2 separate regions of the Mus musculus genome follow, and region 1 is linked to region 2. A link is a contact called in public promoter capture Hi-C data. All regions are on one chromosome and are shown on one strand. The core of a region is the stretch at or near the end of the contact, and the rest is flanking DNA. Distances in the headings are between cores, read along the strand shown.

The links. Promoter capture Hi-C pulls out the DNA fragments that hold promoters and counts their contacts.
Region 1: a contact with region 2 is called in a promoter capture Hi-C map of hippocampal neurons, with 2.6 times the contacts expected there. A contact is called at or near these places in 4 of 39 promoter capture datasets (the 3T3-L1 cell line, hippocampal neurons and liver) and 1 of 9 other capture datasets (embryonic tail).

What each region holds. Positions count from the first base shown.
Region 1 is chr15:68,069,892-68,073,221 of GRCm38.p6, forward strand. No RefSeq gene overlaps it. Among named protein-coding and RNA genes, the nearest start is that of Zfat, 190 kb to the right of the region's middle.
Region 2 is chr15:66,829,955-66,833,151 of GRCm38.p6, forward strand. It overlaps Sla (src-like adaptor), which reads right to left and starts at 1,875. Exons shown (of 9, transcript NM_009192.3): 1 at 1,616-1,875. The region is part of intron 43 of Tg (thyroglobulin); the gene reads left to right.

The sequences.
Region 1 (3,330 bases), core at 205-2,704, 1.2 Mb after region 2:
CCTTATGGGGCAGTCCCTCTTAAGGAAGTAGAATTAGCATAAAATACAAATTGCACCAGGGCAATCCACAACAGTTACCTCTCCAAGAGGAGCTCAGTGCCTTGAACCATATCACTAACCTCATCAAACTAGGACAGGTATCTGCTATCAGCACTCTACACAGGTCCCCACCTGCCTCGCCATCACTGGTCATAAAGACACACACTGGAGGCTGCTGAGAAAGGAGTGCAGAAGGAGAGAAGTCTGAATATCACAGGTGCTACATTGAAGGGGCAGAATAAACTGTAAAGAGATAAATCTGAGCCACAAGAAGCAGGATAATCTGTTAACTGACAACCTCAGAACCCCAAAGCCATTCACACAAGTATGGTATGGGGTAGAGAGCTTAGAAGTCATCATGGGCACACTCCCTAATATATCTAATTCTAGTTTCATTTGTCTGCCTCTGATGATATCTCAGTAGCTAAGTGCTCTCCTGGATTCCACTAAAAAAGCCACGAAGTAAGAATTAGGGCTAAGCTCCCGCAGAGTCTAAGACTTGGTTCCCTCTGGGTACAGAGTCTCTGCAGCTGAGAAAGGAGCACCCCTGTTAGGAAGGTAAGCTCTATTAGGTGGGGAGCCATTTGATCCAGCAAAGTTTTATCAATAAAGGTGGGGTTCTGAAAAGAAGAGATAAAGAAAATGGAGCTGTAAGTGGAGAGAACCTGGAGGTCAGAGAAGCTAAACCGCCTGGGAACTGGAGCATCAGGAAGGTATCAATGTACTGAAGACAAAGAAAGAAAGGCAGGTATGTATGAGACCCAACCTTAAATGGGAACTTCAGTTTCTGATTATCCATCCACAAGGATGTCCCTATATACTCATGAGAAGTTACAATAATGTTTATCAGCAGAACAGACTATTCCTTCCATTTTGTGTTGATTTGGCTGGGTGGGGGGTGTTTGAAATAAACAAAAGGCATCCTGTTCTCTCTTTCCCTTCCATTTTACCAACAACACATTATATCAAGAGATCGGAGTTGTGAATATTATTCCTTGCACAGAAAGAGTGAGAGTAAAGGCTATATCACCAGCTCTGGAAAATTTTAATGCCAAGCAGCTTCACGTACCAGGGACCTGCAAGAGTAAGGCACACCAGAGCAAAAGGGCAAAGATTGTCCTTCAGGCATTGAGAATAACTGGACATAAGAGACATAGACCAAAAAAAAAAAATGATGCCACTGGAAAGGAAGCTATCCCATCCCATTGGAGTGCCTCTGGCAGCTAAGAACACAACATGGGCAGTTCATGTTTTATCCCTGGAGATGATTAAGAGGAAATGCGAGTCATCTTGGTGTTCTCCCCATCCTCAGCCGAATGGAGCTTTTATTATCACAGTGCAAAGAAGAGTCAGGAGCTGAATGGTGCTGAACTCCATGGCTGGGCTCCATGTGTGTTTCATAGCCATTCATTAATATTCATGTTGTGACTAAATGACCCCGTTCAGCATCCTCCCACACTCCCTGCTTCCAGCACTTGGTCCCTACTGTGACCCCCTTGGAGGGGTGCCCGCCTGTCCTTCTCTCTGCCTGGAACCAAAAGTGCCTGCCTATCTCATCACACAGCGCCTGACATGCTCATGTCAGACACTGACACCCTACATCAAGCCTTTCCTTCCACCCATCCAAAATCAAATAAGTTACAATGTGGCCATTTATCCTCCCTCCCATTGTCTCCGCAGGCTGGCCCTGCCGCGGGGGAGGAAGGACAGATGGAGTCATCCCCTGGGATACAGAGAGATTACCTCCTGCACTGCACACAGCAATCTTGTCTTCTCCGTAAGCTAGCTTTCAGCAAAGCCTGTGCACTCTGAAGTGCAGTGTGTGGTGAGGACAATGGATGCATATTATTCCATTTTTCCAATCCCCATTCTGAGGACTATTTGTCCCAGTAAACTCTGGGCAGACTTCCCATCCTTTGGCTGAAAAGAGGTACACGACATATACCCTGCCGCTGTTGTGTTCTTCTCAAATTGAAACGGGCACTCTGGAATGGTGGTGGTTATGTGGTCCCCATGGGGAAGACTGCAGAGACCTGGTCTGTGGCTCCAGTGTCCAGTGATGCAGCCAAAGGGCAGCCTCTCTTTCTCTGTGATCATTCCATGGCAGGACTTAAAACTCAGAGTAGCACACAACTTATAAAGCTCAGGCTATGGGGTAGAAAGACAGGTGAGCTATTGATGAAGTCTTGAGGAGTCAGGGAATACAGTGGACATCACATATCAGACCAGGTCTCATACATTACGTTAGTGCCTTCATCTCTTCTCCATGTACCTAACAGATACATGTGAAACAGTATTCTAGGTGCTGTGCTGCTATGCAGCTGAGTAGTGAGCAAAGCAGAACCTTCTTGGTCCACACATTCTGGTCAGGGGCCAGTCATGCTATAGAGAGACAGGTGAAAAATAAAGGCAGAGATGAAGGCTGATGGAGATAGAGTCAGAGGTGGGTGGGCAGCATTGCCGTTTTGCTACAGGATAATCAGGGATAGCTGTGGTCAAAGAGCATCCCTAGGAACAAGACAACTTCAGGATTCTGTGCTCCTCAGGAAGGGGGAGCCATGGGACAATGGTGAGTAGAGAAGCCATCTGACCTAGTTGGGCTTTCACGGGCCCCATTGTCCGCACAAAGGACAAGGCAAAAACAGGAAAGCCTGCCAGCTAAGGAAATAGCAAGGGAATGTTGGCCTTGGGCCTGGCTGGCAGCTGTGAAGATGTACTGCAGGGTTGGGGAAGGGCTGGAGTGCTGGAGACCACGGACTGTCCCTTGGACAGAGGTACATTCACCTCTTATATTCTGGAAGCCTAGGACCCCAGCTTACCACCTGTGGCTCATTCCCACTGAAGAAGTAAGGAGAATGCTTGGTCCTGTGATGGTGACAAGCTTGGGCATAGATGAGATGCTATTTCACTCTTCCTGAAGAAGAGTGTGAAGAGGAAAGGGATATTAAACCTTTCTGTCCGAGCTTGCTGTGGGCAGCTCTCAGCCAGCCCTGAAGCACGACACTCTACAGGGTCCCACCTTGACTTTGTGAGCAGCACTGACATTTTCTTTCCCAGCCAGGACACAAAGCCATGTCAAATCACTTCAGTGGCTGGGGTCACAGCTCCAGAGCCTTGGCAGTAGTGAAGGAACACCCATGGCAGGGCTGCTCAACCCCTAACCACTTCCTTTCCCACATAAAAAATAATAATTCTAATCTCCTCTTGGCCTTGTGTAGGAGGGCCTGTCCACAATCGGCCTGCAGCCTCAACTTCTCCAGCAGAACCCTCAGTTCCTCTCCTCCTCCTCTT
Region 2 (3,197 bases), core at 625-3,124:
TCACCCATTTCTGACTTGCTGAGTTCTTGTGTACTCTTGTGTCTGGTGAGCACACCTGGTCACTGCTTACCTAGAAGACGGAATGGAATGGTGGAGCAGTGTTTGATAGAAAGCCAGAGCCCTGCTCTCTATACCAGTCCCTGATGTGAGGGAGCATACACCTCCAGCCTAGCTATCCATTCAGACTTTCCCCCACTTCAGCCCAGACTGCTTCCAGAGCCAACAGACTGCTGAGCATCTTCCCTTAGATGCCTGTAGCTCTCATTCTTAGTTCATAGGGAACTGCTGCGGCCACCTGTGTCCACACTCAAACTCACATACCCACCACAATCCTCCCAGTGCATGCATATTCTCAGGCTTAGCAATGGTGGCATCAGGATTCACCTCACTTTCTCTCGATCTACAAGTCTTCTATTAGCCAGTACTCTCTCCAGGAGTCAAAGCTGTATCCTGACAGTGACCCCCAGAGAGCTGTTTAATGCAATCTGAATTTACTCCCTTCTATTCCCTCCCTGGTCACCTTGAATGGGCATACCAATTCCATGTATTTGGTGTTCCTTAGCTAGGCTTAAGGGTGTAACATGTTCTGTTTCCTCTCCTAGAACATGTGCTGTTCTCTCTCCTTAAGCTTCACAGGTCTTATTTTATTTGGGGTTATTTCTGAGACCCTAAACCCAGGGAATCACCATGTCTAGCTGAGCAGGACACACAGCAGCACGAGTATATAATAGCACCTACTTGCTAATGACAGTGGATCAGTCACTTATGGTGTTCCAGGTGTAGGGCTGGCTATGGTGGACATGTCTACCAATTGAATTTCTGCCCTCTAAGAGGTAATGGCCAGATCAAAACAGATAATCAACAAGCCAAGCATACGGGAATGGATATATGCATGCTATGTGGAGAGGCGAGCATCACAGCCTGAAGACAAGAGGTAGGATGGGGATCAGTACCCGCAGTGGCACTGCAGCTGGGTGACAAGTGAGTGGGAATAGAACAGATCTCCTCCCATGGCCTTCTGTTAGAAAACCAGGAAAGCCCTCGGTGTCTTCTGACTGTAGTCCAAAGCCTTTGCATTTCCCAGAACCTGAGACTTAGTTTCTCTATCTGCAAATCGGGAGAACTTTCAGAGATCCTGCTAAATATGCCCAGAGACCATAAACATACTCCACTGTCAAGAAAAGAGTTGGACCTGAATAAATGATAGATATTTTTATACTTAACTCATTAGTAATATAGTTAATGGCCCTGGTACCAAGAAGAAATACAATGAACTTATAGCCACTGAATCATCTGACCTCAGGACAGTTTTCCAAATCACAGCATAAGTGCACATAGACACTGAAACAGACACACACATTTCTTCCTCATAGCAGCTGTGGAAATGGCAACTGGAGGCCAGCCCACAAATACACACCATCCAGGGAAGGAATAGGTGCCTCCTAGCCCTTGTTTAGACCTCAGGACCAGCCATCCCCTCAGCAGAGACCATCAAATTACCTTAGATGAAAAAGGGTGGGTAAGAAGGACTTCATCAAATCCTGGAGACTCTCACCCCTGCCACCCAGGCCACCATGGTCCACCCAAAGAGTCCTCATGACACCCAGAGACATACCTGCAGAGCATGGGGGTCACATGGATTCCTGGGAAGGTAGAAAGCCTCCGCTTGCTTAGAATGATCTTATTTCGGAAGTCGAAGCATTCTATTGAAATTCTTCACTGGTCTCTGAGATGAGGAGTTAGCCCCCTCCCTTCTCCTGACTGCTGAAGTTGACAGTCTGTCTGCATTAACCAGGACTAAATTTGCATTATCAAAAGCAGTTTTGTTCCAAGATTCACAGTTCTGCTTCCACTCCAAGCATCTCTGAATAAGACAAGAAAATCCCAAAGCTTAGTGTAGCTTTCTTGTGCCCTGGGCTTGGCTAGGAGTTGGCCTCATTCAAGAACAGGTGCATTGGGGGCCTGGGGGGGGGGTGTCTGAGAGTTGGAAAGCTGCACCTGGCAGCCAAGTCGCTGGCATGAGCCCTGGTGCAGCAGCATCAAATCCTTGCTAGCTGCTCACAGTAAGAGGCGGATGCAGGAATCCTTAGTGTGTGTGTGTGTGTGTGTGTGTGTGTGTGTGTGACAGAGAGATGAAGAGATGGAGAGAGAGAGAGAGAGAGAGAGAGAGAGAGAGAGAGAGAGAGAGAGAGAGAGAGAGAGAGATTTCTTAGAAAGGGGTGCCACTACCCCAAATTCTCATGCTGATCCCTGGTTTTGACCATGTGATCAAGACAAGTTGCTTAGCCAGTCAGAGCTGAGGATACCATAGCTTCTAGATAGCACAGTGAGCCCTGTCTACCTTCCACACATCTAAGAATGGAGACTGCTCCCACCAGGGAGGGACTCTGTGGGGCTCCAGCTCTAGGATGCCCTACCTAACATTCTGTGACCCTCCCCATCCTCACTGAGACCCAGAGCCTCAGAGCCCAACATCCCATGTTTCCTCATCTAGTGCTTCAGAGGCTCTCCCTAGAGCTAAGACAGGTGGACTCACTACCCTCAACATATTAAGAAAGTATTTTTTGAGTGATGACACAGAGTGCCAGTCAGGCTAGAATCACTAGTATATTGTCATCACAGCATCACAATCATATTTTCTCTTGCAATTTTTAAAAGAAAACAATAGCAGAATATTTTGTTACACACTTGACTCTAATTCTGCCTCATGTGATAGAAGGTTGGCCATGGTCTTGTATCTCTGTAGTAATTAATGAATAGTGGTTCATGTGTGACTCATGTATGCACCCTCAGGGGTTTATTAACTACCCCATTGCTGAGGTCTTTTTGGCTTTGGGAGAAAGTTCTGAGGACCCAGATAGAGCTCACTCGGATAGCAATGATGCGTAAGCAAATGCACTAAGCACTGCGGGTCTTGAGAAGCAAGCTAAGGAAAGCAGAGCCAGAGGGCTAAAAAGGAAGCAGGAGAAAGTGAGACATACCTTAGGAGTGGACAATGACAGCCTAGCAGAGGGATCTTTTGGGTTGAGACCTGCATGGGAAGAAGAGACAACCATAGAGTATGGACATCTAAGAATAAGGAGGAGATATAGAGGCCAGAATAGGAATGGAATGTCTGGCAGATGAGGAAGAATATGTCCTGGGAACCTGGAGAGTAGTAGAGGGTGCAGAGGAAGAAGGAGGGGGAGGAGGAGGAG